2 separate regions of the Mus musculus genome follow, and region 2 is linked to region 1. The links are chromatin contacts, called in public HiChIP or PLAC-seq maps. All regions are on one chromosome and are shown on one strand. The core of a region is the stretch at or near the end of the contact, and the rest is flanking DNA. Distances in the headings are between cores, read along the strand shown.

Evidence for each region. HiChIP or PLAC-seq counts read pairs in DNA pulled down with a chosen protein or histone mark.
Region 2: a contact with region 1 is called in an H3K27ac HiChIP or PLAC-seq map of large pre-B cells, with 3 times the contacts expected there. The contact joins the promoter of Car13 here to the enhancer-like site in region 1. A contact is called at or near these places in 9 of 39 promoter capture datasets (the 3T3-L1 cell line, the C10 cell line, embryonic stem cells and 4 more), 4 of 15 datasets of contacts at CTCF or cohesin (the G1E-ER4 cell line, embryonic stem cells, large pre-B cells and 1 more), 16 of 484 Hi-C or Micro-C datasets (the AML12 cell line, B cells, the C2C12 cell line and 5 more), 10 of 115 datasets of contacts at active chromatin or transcription factors (the NIH/3T3 cell line, bone marrow-derived dendritic cells, embryonic stem cells and 2 more) and 2 of 9 other capture datasets (embryonic stem cells and liver).

Annotation. Positions count from the first base shown.
Region 1 is chr3:14,377,106-14,383,310 of GRCm38.p6, forward strand. No RefSeq gene overlaps it. Among named protein-coding and RNA genes, the nearest start is that of Slc7a12, 100 kb to the right of the region's middle. Within about 2 kb of position 4,821, at least 32 of the 459 cell types and tissues checked have an H3K27ac peak or open chromatin away from gene starts, as enhancers often do. A contact at or near this core is called in pro-B cells, where this site is marked.
Region 2 is chr3:14,639,824-14,646,146 of GRCm38.p6, forward strand. It overlaps Car13 (carbonic anhydrase 13), which reads left to right and starts at 1,904. Exons shown (of 7, transcript NM_024495.5): 1 at 1,904-2,022; 2 at 5,214-5,411. The coding sequence starts at 1,986.

The DNA.
Region 1 (6,205 bases), core at 3,571-6,070:
AGTAAGTTGGAAACCCTGTAAATAGTGGAAGAATCCATCGAAACTTAGCAAAAATAGCTGGATTTAATTCTGTGGTTTCACAACTTGCCAGTTGCAAAGTAAATATCAGTACTACAAGGTAGTACTGAGACTGTATCCATCCTTGCCCTTTGCTTCTTGAATATTTGTAATGTTGTATGGCTGTTAAAAACAGAAAACAAAATCACCACTAATCTTAAGTTTCTTTTTACTTTCAGGTATGCCTGCCATTTATATTTGGAACTTTAGCTCTGTCTTCATTTCTCATTTTGACACCATTGATTCAGTCTCCTAAAATCGAAAATATCTATCAAGTTATCTTTCTCTTCAGTGGATTGCTGGTGTACTGGCTTCAAGCTTACCTTTATCAACATTCTGATAATTTTAAAACAATAACATGTTACTTGCAATTGCTATTTAATGTTTCACCATCTGACAAACAAGACAAAGACATTTTGGCTGAGTAAAAATAGCCTACTAAATATTTACTTCATAAAATAAAATGTTGTAAATGAAATTTTTTATTTTTAAAATAAATATTCTCTCAAACACAAATTTTTCATCTATTGCACAGCACAAAACAATGTAGTGCCCACTTGACTTCTGATCTCAAAGGCTTCCAAAACAAAAGTAAAGGGCATGGAAATGTTAAAATGTATTTTTTAATATAACAGAATTCCATAAATAGGTATATTTATTACAAAGGAATCAACACTTTTAAGTAGTTAAGGAGCTAAGAACTCTTATATGACACATTTCCTTATAATAGTATTATAGTTATGCCGTCAGCTTAAATAACTTCCATTTCTTTTTCCATTCTCATCCTATATATTATTATTACATGGAATTTCTTGTTCTAATTTGGACCTCATAGTTCTCTGATTTTTCCCCTATTATTACATTAGAAATATTTAGTGTCTTTAAATTCTCAGTTTCTATCTGTGGTCCACTTTTTTGACAGAAAAGTTTTGGCTTTATTACTGTCTGAATGAGATCATCATCATTATCATCTGTGCTCCAACACTGATGGGCGTACTGTCTTATGGCATGTGCCTTAAAAATATTCAAAAAAGGATGATATCTTTTCTCTACCTTCCTGGTCCCCAGGCCTATGGCAGGCAATCAATTTAGCTGGTCCTGGGTCCTACCAAACATTTGCCTTTGCTTTTTATGTGTTTGTATCCAGAATAGTAGAAAGGAATACCGTCACTGGTACTATGGGACTAAGAGAAGGAGCTATAGGTTTCCTTCCTGCTCTGTGATTCTCTGTACTTGATGACGGCTTTCTGTCTTTCTGGAGAGCTGACCTTCACAGGAGGGTTCAAAAAGTAGCCACTAGGGACAGGGAAAGGAGAGAGAATGGCAGGGAAGAGGAGTCCACACTGAGTCTTTATAGGTGAGAAGGTAAGCACACTTCTTCCTGCCTCAGATTTTCAGGTCTTTCATGACAAGAATTCTGAATGGTCCTGTTACTTTCGGGATAAGCAAGTTTCCAGATTCCATGATCAGGTAGAGAAGGTGACTATGAGGTGTCCAGCCTGGGAACAAGGTCAAGAAGAGATGAACACATGGCTGGAGTATCTCAGGAGAGAAAGTCAGAGCTAGTTTTGCAGCGTCATGGAGGGCTCCTTGAGTCAGGCTCTGGCTAAGCTCCAGGGTAACAGAATCTGAGTTCTCTTCATGGGATTGGCAAAGCAGGAGAGATGACATTCATAGGTTCAGGAACACAGTCTCTCCACCTCAGCAAGGTGACCCCTCTTGAAGAGACACCATGAAGAGAACATTAGTTTTCTGATAGTCCATTAAATTCACTCACAGAAACATGTTTCTTAAGACTGAACACTGTTTAGCTAAGGACACGGCTATCAAGGTATGCATATATTCACCAAAATGGGCTATGCATGCTACACTAGTGAACTGTCTCTAATGAAACTGTTTACCCAAGCAAAGGCTACAGTACTGCTTCCACAAGCCCCATTCAGTACACCAAGAAGGGCTTTGCTCACTGTGACACAGTGAATACAAGTTCCATCTTGTACTTGTCTCCATCCTCATTGGAAGGCAAAAGGGGACATAAAGATTCATAAAACAGCTCTTAAAGAGTTGTGTGTGTGCACATGTGCAAGTGTATTCCCATGACTATGTGAGGCATGTAAGCAGGCATGCCCTTGAAAACTCTGGAGATGTCAGTCCAAGGTCAACAGAGTGGCAGTATAGAAGGGTCAGGAGCAGACACTTCAGACTGGGCACAAAGGCTTGTCCAGACTTGGAAGTGCCCACTAAGATCTTCAGTCAGGATAATCTACTTCCTGAATTTTCTAGGCCTTTGAGGCAAGTCTTCCTAAGCTCATAAACAAAGAACATCAGAGCTGGGTGGGTCCTCTTAAGCCTGGCTGCTCTGGTATGGTCTCTGGATCTGCAACATCAGCACCACCTTCTCCTGGGAGCTTGTGAGAGATATCTTGGCTCAGGCTCCACCCAAAGCTATTGAACTAGATCGTGTGTTTTACAAGATTCCCCAGGAGATATATATGCACATCAGAGCCTCGGAAGTATTTCCCCAGGACTAATTTAGGCCAACATTTCACTTCACAAACAAGGCCCTGACACACAAAGGGGAGGAGGAGGACCCAAAGCTACACAGCTGCTTCCAATCTTGGCTTCACCACTTGCCAGAGACTTTGTGTAAGTCATTTAAAAATGCACTGACTCTCACTTTCCTCTTCTATAATATAGGGTATCACCCTCAACTACAAGGGCTTTCACATGCACTAGATAAGACAGCATCCAAATTAGGCTTCATAAATATTGACAGTCACTATAGTCCTAGCTCTCTGCTCTCCCTTCTACCTCTCAATGCAAGCCAGCTTCTCTATAGACAGTACTACATTATAGGGATATGTCCTGGTTCAGGAGGTTCTATGCAGATCCTATTCTGCCATTTGACCTTGAACTGTGTCCCAAATTGTTCCCTGGTTCCTGGCTTTGGTTTAGTGGTTCATAAATAAGATGATTCAGTCTCAAAAGGTCAATGGTCTTTGAATTATCAGTGATACAGAATAAACCAGAAATGACAAATTTATGTTTCCAAACTAACCAAAAGAAGGAGACACTATTAGGGTAGTCTAGCCCTAGGAAGTCTATAGATCTTTCCTAGAATGGTTCTGCCTTGACATGTCCAAGTACCTCAAGTGCCTAGGTGTGCCCCTCAATGCAGTTTTTCTGAGGATTGAATCCAAGGCCTCACACATGCCTGCTAAGTGCTCTTCCAGGAGCTACACTGAAAACTCCTCTTTCTTCTTCAACTAATAAAAAGGACCCTCAAGGCTTCAAGTATCTCTGTGGGGATGGGGTTAAAGAGGAGCGAGCCCAGTCAGACTGGAGGACAGCTGTTTTCAAAGCTTTGCAAGATGTTAGGTGAGAGAAGTCTAAACCTGTTCTCATGGACTCTGGAGAACAGAAACAGAAAGTTCAAATAAGTCCTCTCTACTCATAACAACTGGTTACAAACAGCTCCAGAAGTTCCTGTAACCATTAGTCCTAAGGCAAGTGAGCTGCAGAGGGAAGGGCTCCCTTGCTGTAAGACCAACTGGCAAGGCTGGCAAAGCTGGCATAGACTCCAAGGGCTCCAGTATGAGCATCATCTCAGGCAAGCACTTTTCAAATAGTTTCCCATGTCCCATCCCGACCTGATCAGAATCTATAGGGTGGATCTGGGATCTATTTTAAAAGCATCCCTCCACACCCTGCAATGGTTTTAGTAACAGGTGTGTGTGTGTGTGTGTGTGTGTGTGTGTGTGTGTGTGTGTGTGTGTGTGTTTGAAGGCAGGACCAGGGACTGGAGGAAGGGAGTTAGAACCATCCAATGACTGGTTCCCAAGGGTCTGTGTTCTATTTCTCAAACTACCCCCACCCTTACCAGGGCCTAAGGATGTTGGGGACTGTAGCTTCACAAAGTATGTACTCTTGATTTGGGGATTACTTAAACATCTAATAGCAACACACACACACACACACACACACACACACACATTTTTGTAGCAAGGTTATTCTGTAGCAAGATTGGCTTTGAACTCACGTTCTTCCTGCCTTAATCTCCAAACACATTCTCCCTCATCTCTGAAGACTGATGTCCCATGGAAGCCACCCTTTTAGATGACCCAGACTTGTGGTCTTGAAGGAAGACTGATGGAGCCACGACTTCCATCAGAACAGGCAGCTTTCTTCCACCACACCTAAACGGCCAGGACACTCATGCAACTGGGAGTCCTTTATGCCATTCTTTCCCCTACGGGCATCCTGGACCATGTCCAGGTCGCCCTTAAATGGAAAAAAAGGGGGACTCTGTCAGTTTCTCTCCTTTGGGTCATTCTTGTGCTTTGGTATGCCACAGGTCAGTGTTAGAGCACACCTCTTTCCGGGGACATTAGATGTGCTCGCGGAAGCACTGGGTCATCAACACCCACAGCAGAACGGGAGTAGCTAACAAAAATAACATGAAATTTAAAAAAGAAAAAGAAAAACGGAGTGGCTGCCTTTGGCCTTGACCCCACAGCGCCACCTGGTGTCGATCCGTACAGAGCAAACTCGACGCCTGCAAATCTCTGTGGCTCCCCACGCCCTACGCAATTACGGCCATCTGCTGGTACCCGAGCTTCACTGTGTATAAATAAATGATGTGTGAAGTCCCTTCTGCACTGCGTGATTGTGAGAAGGTCAATGGGGAAAAGTGAGACAGAGTACTAGGGCTGGCCTGATGGTACTGTGCTGGGCCTCCGCAGCCAGCAGAGGGCAGCCTGTCTCCACCTTTGGATCATGGTATTCTGTGTGTCCCGTCCAGGTAGGAGGATCCATTTGTGTTTATGGAATAAACCATTGTCCTCTGCGCACAAACCTCCCTGAGAATTTCCTGTAGGTCTTGAGCCATGTTTGAGAATTGTCAGGGCCACTTAGGGCTAACACTCTTTGATCTCCAGCTGTTGGGCAGGTGTTGTAGGTCCAATGTTGGAGCATTGCTGGCCTGATCCTCTGGCTAATAAAAGCATAAAACCTATTGGTTAAATTCCACTCACTGTTTTGAAAAACTCAGTGAGGGCGCATTTTCATGGATTGACACAGCATAGCTCTGGGTACAGTAGGTGTACCTAAGATGAACAACACTACAACCCTTCAGACAAGCCTATTTTCCAAGCCTGCTCTTCCGTACAGCTGGTTGTGAGGCCCTAGCAGAAAAGCAGATGGCTAGCTGCCTCTCCCCACCATACACACACACACACACACACACACACACACACACACACACACACACACACACACACTTCCAAGAAGTGAGATCTCTGGAGTTGATACAAAAAGTCCTCTAGCTGAATTTCTCTTTACAAGGGGCTTTGCAAAAGCTGAAGTGCTGAGTACATTGTCAGGACATAACTGAGCCTTTCAAAAGCCAAGTCCACAAAATCCCCGCATCCTGAGATGGGGTGGAGGGCAAATAGGGGAAGGTGGTGGCCTTTGATCATTTGGTTTCCTTAGAACCAATACCACAAAGTAAACAGACCTTAGAAAACTCCAGAGTGATTGCCTTTGGTTCATTTCAACTAGGCCTTGCCAAATCCAGCCCTGGCTCCCTGGGTCCCTAGGACCCCCACAGACAGATGAGGAAAGAGTTCAGTTCTAAATTGCTTTATTGATCAGATGATAAATCAGCTTCAACAGCCCATGCCTACAGCCCTTGCAGAGAATCGATGTACAGCCTTGTCCCTTCCGTCTTGGGGAGCATCAAGGCCCAGCCCTTCCCCTTCTCCCCTCTGCTCCTTACCTTGGGGCCTGGATGGGCTGGGCAAGATAATGAAGGTTACTAGAGAAAGATGGGGTGATAGGAGAAGGGTCTGTGTCTGCGCTGGAGAGGAATGAGGACGTGGGGTTCAGAGGAACCCTCAGGAGTGGCTAGAACACAGCTCTACCCTGGGCTATGCTGCATCAAAAAGTGTCCATCCCAGCTACCCGACCCAAGGTTAGACCCAGAATTGACTAATCCAAGATCTGGATGACTGATAAATGTAAATGCTTGTTCAGGAATTCATTAGGATCTTCCTTGCCCATCAAAGAGGGAACTTGATGCCTAAGGAGGTCAGGCAAACTCTAGACTTTGGGGTACTCTGACATGGGTTGCTCTCCATTCCTAAATGAA
Region 2 (6,323 bases), core at 654-3,153, 260 kb after region 1:
TATGCTAGTGTCTACATGGTCCATCCTTTTATCTCAGCTCCAAACTTTGTCTCTGTAACTCCTTCCAAGGGTGTTTTGTTCCCACTTCTAAGGAGGGGCATAGTGTTCACACTTCAGTCTTCATTTTTCTTGAGTTTCATGTGTTTAGGAAATTGTATCTTATATCTTGGGTATCTTAGGTTTTGGGCTAATATCCACTTATCAGTGAGTACATATTGTGTGAGTTCCTTTGTGAATGTGTTACCTCACTCAGGATGATGCCCTCCAGGTCCATCCATTTGGCTAGGAATTTCATAAATTCATTCTTTTTAATAGCTGAGTAGTACTCCATTGTGTAGATGTACCACATTTTCTGTATCCATTCCTCTGTTGAGGGGCATCTGGGTTCCTTCCAGCTTCTGGCTATTATAAATAAGGCTGCTATGAACATAGTGGAGCATGTGTCCTTCTTACCAGTTGGGGCATCTTCTGGAATAGAATTGAAGACCCAGAAATGAACCCACACACCTATGGTCACTTGATCTTCGACAAGGGAGCTAAAACCATCCAGTGGAAGAAAGACAGCATTTTCAACAATTGGTGCTGGCACAACTGGTTGTTATCATGTAGAAGAATGCGAATCGATCCATACTTATCTCCTTGTACTAAGGTCAAATCTAAATGGATCAAGGAACTTCACATAAAACCAGAGACACTGAAACTTATAGAGGAGAAAGTGGGGAAAAGCCTTGAAGATATGGGTACAGGGGAAAAATTCCTGAACAGAACAGCAATGGCTTGCTCTGTAAGATCGAGAATTGACAAATGGGACCTAATGAAACTCCAAAGTTTCTGCAAGGCAAAAGACACCGTCAATAAGACAAAAAGACCACCAACAGATTGGGAAAGGATCTTTACCTATCCTAAATCAGATAGGGGACTAATATCCAACATATATAAAGAACTCAAGAAGGTGGACTTCAGAAAATCAAATAACCCCATTAAAAAATGGGGCTCAGAACTGAACAAAGAATTCTCACCTGAGGAATACCGAATGGCAGAGAAGCACCTGAAAAAATGTTCAACATCCTTAATCATCAGGGAAATGCAAATCAAAACAACCCTGAGATTCCACCTCACACCAGTCAGAATGGCTAAGATCAAAAATTCAGGTGACAGCAGATGCTGGCGTGGATGTGGAGAAAGAGGAACACTCCTCCATTGTTGGTGGGATTGCAGGCTTGTACAACCACTCTGGAAATCAGTCTGGCGGTTCCTCAGAAAACTGGATATAGTACTACCGGAGGATCCAGCAATACCTCTCCTGGGCATATATCTAGAACAGTCTTCGAAGGTGAGTTTCTACTGTTCTGTAGGAGCGCACACACTTCTCTTCTCAACTCCTTCCTTCTTGCACAGTCAGAATGGCAGTAAGAGTTAAGAACCAAGAATCCAGTAAGTTTGGCTTCTTCTATGCAGGGCCAAGTCTGCAAGATGCTGGAGTAAGCAAAAAGGAATCAGAGAAGTGAGTTATGCAGATGGAAAGGCTGGAGCTGTCGGGGAAGGGAGGGCTGGCCCGGGGAGGTGAGCACTTCCTAACTAGTAGTTCTTATTTTAAGTGGTGGTTATTACAGCTATCGGCATTGATGTATGTGCATGTGTAATCACCACTGCCACCTCCATCAAGGTCCCCTGCATTTCCCAGACAAGATCTCCAACTCCAGCAGCAGCTCCTGCCTGGGTGAGTCATTTCCAGAAGGGCTTTTTCTGGGGTGGACTTCTCAGAAGGCAGGAAATCCCCATTGGAAACCTTTCTGGCTGCTGAGCACAGATCCCTTTCCCCACTCGGGCGCCCCCTGCGGGTGACGACCGTGCCCTCGGGTTTCGGGTTCCCGGGTTCGGGGTGCGGGCGGCCCCGCCCTCCACCCAGGCCCGCCCAGCTCCTTGGCGCGGGCGCCCTGCCACAGGTCCACAGTGTCCCTGCCACAGGCTCTCCATCGAGGACCATGGCGAGGCTGAGCTGGGGGTACGGCGAGCACAACGGTGAGCGCGGGCTTCCAGAGGGGGCTGATGGGGGCTTGAGGGAGCTCTGAGCCCCGTGGGGGGGTTGGGGGTCAGGGCCTGGTCCCCGCCGGCTCTCTCCAGAGTGGACGGCGGCATTCATTCAACTTCACTGGAAAAGCTCACTGCTGTCCCGAGAAAGCTTAAGAGGTCAGAAGTCAGATGACACATTTGTAAGGAAACAAGGACAACTGAGCCGCGAGAGCTCCCAGATCACTAAGTCACGGGACGCCTTCCAGGCGCTGTTGAAGCAATCTTGGTAACTTGTAATTTGCATACTGACTTGAAGTTAACTTGGGGCTTGTTCTTCAGTCTTACTTTCCTACCGTACCCATCCTTTCAGAGACCAAGGTTTAGCAAACGATTATAGAAATTATAATATGGTGTTAAATATATTTATTGATAAGCATGGCAACTTTTCTTCATCGCCTAAGTGTATTAGGGATAAGACATTCTTCTTGTTCATCGTTTGAACTGATTGCTTCAATTAATTACTCAAAAGAATTGCAAAGAAAAACTGGGAAAGCACTGATAGTCTTCAAAATGGAGTTTGTGGATAATAATATCAAAAACTTAAATTAGCATATACGTTATTGGATAATATTCTATAGTACATTTAATGAAAGTTTACGGAAAGTTTTCCCTTCTTTTATTTTATTTTCCCCCTTTTTGTGTTTTGAGACGAATCTTACTCTGTAGCTTAGTCTGGGCAGAACTTGTGGTCATCCTCTTTTCTTGGATGGAAAAAAAAAACTCGTTTCTTATTGCAGCTTATTTGAGGTCGTGATGACATTAATGTTATTTTTAAAATGACATCAGATGAAGTTTAGATTTTTATGAATGACATTTATAATTTAGATGAATTTCTTAAGCCAAAATAGCAATCTTATGTTTCATTACCTTCTAATTTGTGTGTTTGAAAGACAATCTTTACACATTTCAGTTTTGTCTCTGAAATCATTTTGTTTGTTGTTATTTGGCAGTTATTAGGTGCCAGTAGTGGTACCCTCTCTGTGGTTAGGGAGAAGGTTGTGTTAGCCAGTAGGTACTGATTGTACCCGAATAGGTACCCGAATAAGTATTGGTTTCAATAAAATTCTCCAGAAAATTTAAAATTTCAACTTAGAAAGGGCATTATAATGAGGAGTTGTTTTACATCTTGTTCATTTTTTAAATCTTAAAAAAGATTTATTCTTTTTTTAAAAAAATATGTTTATGAATTTTTGACTTGTATGTTGTGGAAGTTAGAAGAGGGCATTAGATCAACAAGGACTGCTGCTGGTTTTAGCCTCCATGTGGGCCGGGAAATCGAACCCAGGTGCTCGGCAAGAGTATCAAGTGTTCTAACTGCTGGACCTTCTCCCCAGTCCCCAGTTTACATTCTAGCTAGGAGTTGCAGAACCATTCTTCTCGCAGAAACAGTGGTTTTCAGAGGACCACACCTTGAAGTTAGATTATGAGATTATGTTGGAAGAATTCGGTTGGGATGTACTGGGAACTGACCAAGCATTTTTTTCTTTTTCTTTTTCTTGTTCAGTCATTGAAAATACAGTGACTGAACAGCTGGAAAGAACTTAAGCTGAGCCTGGCAGTGATAAAATGGAATGGGAATTGGAGCTCTGGACAGGACAGGGTGCCTGTTCCTAAGCAGTTTGTTTCTTCTTCCGCTAACCTCTGATCATTTTATAGGTTTAGGCCGTGTGACATCACCAAACATCATATAACACTATGGATATTCAAAAATTCCTCAAGCCACTGAGGCATGTACCTTTCACTTAAGAACCATGGTTAAGTGAATTTAAAGTCCAGTGTGGTAGGAAACATACAAAGGTGGGTCTATTTAAGAGGCCCGATATTGCAAGTGAATAGATAAAACTGGCTATCCATCCCAGTGGCTTTATTTTGGGTAGATTTGACTTCTCTAAGAACAGGCCTGGTTGAGAAGGGTTAGGGATTGATGACGGAAGGGCTTAGGAAGAGAAAGCAGCCCCTTATCTGTTGCAAAAATGTTTGCATGTTGTGACTCCTGCATTGCATGTTTGAAATCTGGTGCTCATTACGTAGAATAACTCGTATGTGGTGGTCATGACAGAAAGATTTTCTATATTAAATAAGAAGACAAAATTGTAAGCAGAAAGATACACACAGCAAGACGAGAAATAATCTCATAATCCTACAGTGTCTTCTGAGGATTTTAAATGCAAAATCGCCATGACCCATAGTATCTGATTCACAGGATACCTTTGAAGCAGGGTATATTGTCATTTGTTCATGGTGTGGCTTTTTTCCAGAAACCAATGTGAGCAACAATGTTATATTTTTTGACAGGGCATAGCCATTTTGTTTGAATTATTCTCTGTGTAAGATTTGTGTGTGTGTGTGTGTTGGGTAGATGAGTTGCATATAACAGGTACCTCAGGTTAGCTGAGCTGAGCAGAGGGGCATTAGAGGCTATCCGTCAGTGCTATAACTACTAGCAGAAATAGCAGGCAGTGTCTGCTCTTCCTCTGCTTAAACTTCTTGGCCTCTGGAGCAGCCAAGGAACATTCTTGGTTTTGAGATGGAATTTCTTTGTTTGCAACAATGAATTGTACTTCTGTTCTTGTTTGGTAGGTAGGTAACTTTGAGAAGCACTGTATGAAATGTAATTATTCTTTCACCTATAATGTACATCTTTAATTCTGATAACAATTTAAAGCAAACACAGTGCTTTCCATAACCACAAAACACTAGTCATGGTTAAAATAGGAGCAGAGTCCTGAGGATCATACTTTTACTAATTTTTAATTTTTCCCCATGATGTGGATGATGTGGCTGTGGGTATGGATGTTTTATTGTGTGCAGAAGCCAGATGGACCTTGGTTGTCTTCCCCTCTGTTCTCTATCACCTTCTTAATTGTTTCTCTCTGAGCCTGGAGTTCAGAGAGTCAGACTTAGTGTAACTAGCCAGCTAATGTGGAACTCCTTAAGTCTCCTCCTAAATGCTGGACTTCAAGTGAGCTGCCACACCCACCTGGCATTCCTATGGATAATGAGGATCCAAACTCTCACCTTCACATTTGTGCTGCACTTCCTTTATCCATGAAGTGGAGTCCCCAGCCTGCTGCTACCAGTTTTAATTTGCTGAATGAAGAACTTACTTAGTCCTCTCCTTTTGGTCTTCTCAATTTCAGGTCCCATTCACTGGAATGAATTGTTCCCTATTGCTGATGGTGATCAGCAGTCTCCAATTGAGATTAAAACCAAAGAAGTGAAATACGACTCCTCACTCCGACCTCTCAGTATCAAGTATGATCCTGCCTCAGCTAAAATCATCAGCAATAGTGGCCATTCCTTCAACGTTGACTTTGACGACACGGAGGACAAATCAGGTTGGCTCTGTTTGTTTATTAGTTGTTGTAAGACGTTGGATGGTTAGATTTACTCTCCTGTTTTTCACTCTGTAAATTTCAAAATTGAAGCATATTTATCATGTGAATTCAAGTGTTATATATTTGAAACTTAAGATAATATTACCATGAAATAATAGAGAAAATTTGTAGAAAAAAGTATGCTGGGTGATATTTTAAAATTGGTTTTAGGTTATTATTACTTAATGATGTAAATATTGAAGTTTAATAGTTTTTTATAAATAATTTTAGTCTTTTCATGAAAACTTTAAAATTTCTTTAGATTTGTTTATTTTTATCTGTATGAATGTGTACTGTGTGGCTGTCTAAGGTTATGGTGGCTGTAAGCCCAGTGTGGGTACTGGGAATCAAACCTAGGTCCTCTGTACAAAAACACAAAATACTCTTAATATTAACTGCTAAGCCATTTCTCTAGTCCTGTTTTTGGAAATTGTTTAGTTATAACTAAATTGCTAATTATTGTAAATGTAAAGTTGATGAGATATTTGCTTTCTAAATCTTTTTTGTGCTTGCAGTCATAATATGTATGTGTAGAAAACAAGACACACAGAAATGTAGGATAAAAATTAAGGCTGTCCCTACAGATTATAATTATGTTAGCAGCAATACATTGTTTTTCAGGATTTAAATTTGATGCCACACGTGTATACACATGCACACCATATTATTTTACATTTTTCTCTTATGTTGTATTTAGGCTGGTACTATATTACTCTAAAAATGTTTCCTATGCAAAATATTTCATGCATAGTTTTCATTAAAATGCATACCTCTTGTTAATAAATGAAATATATCAGCCACTCTTTTATCATAATGTATATATTATCATCATAATAATGGACATTTAAGAAGGAAGAAAAGTAGATATTTAAT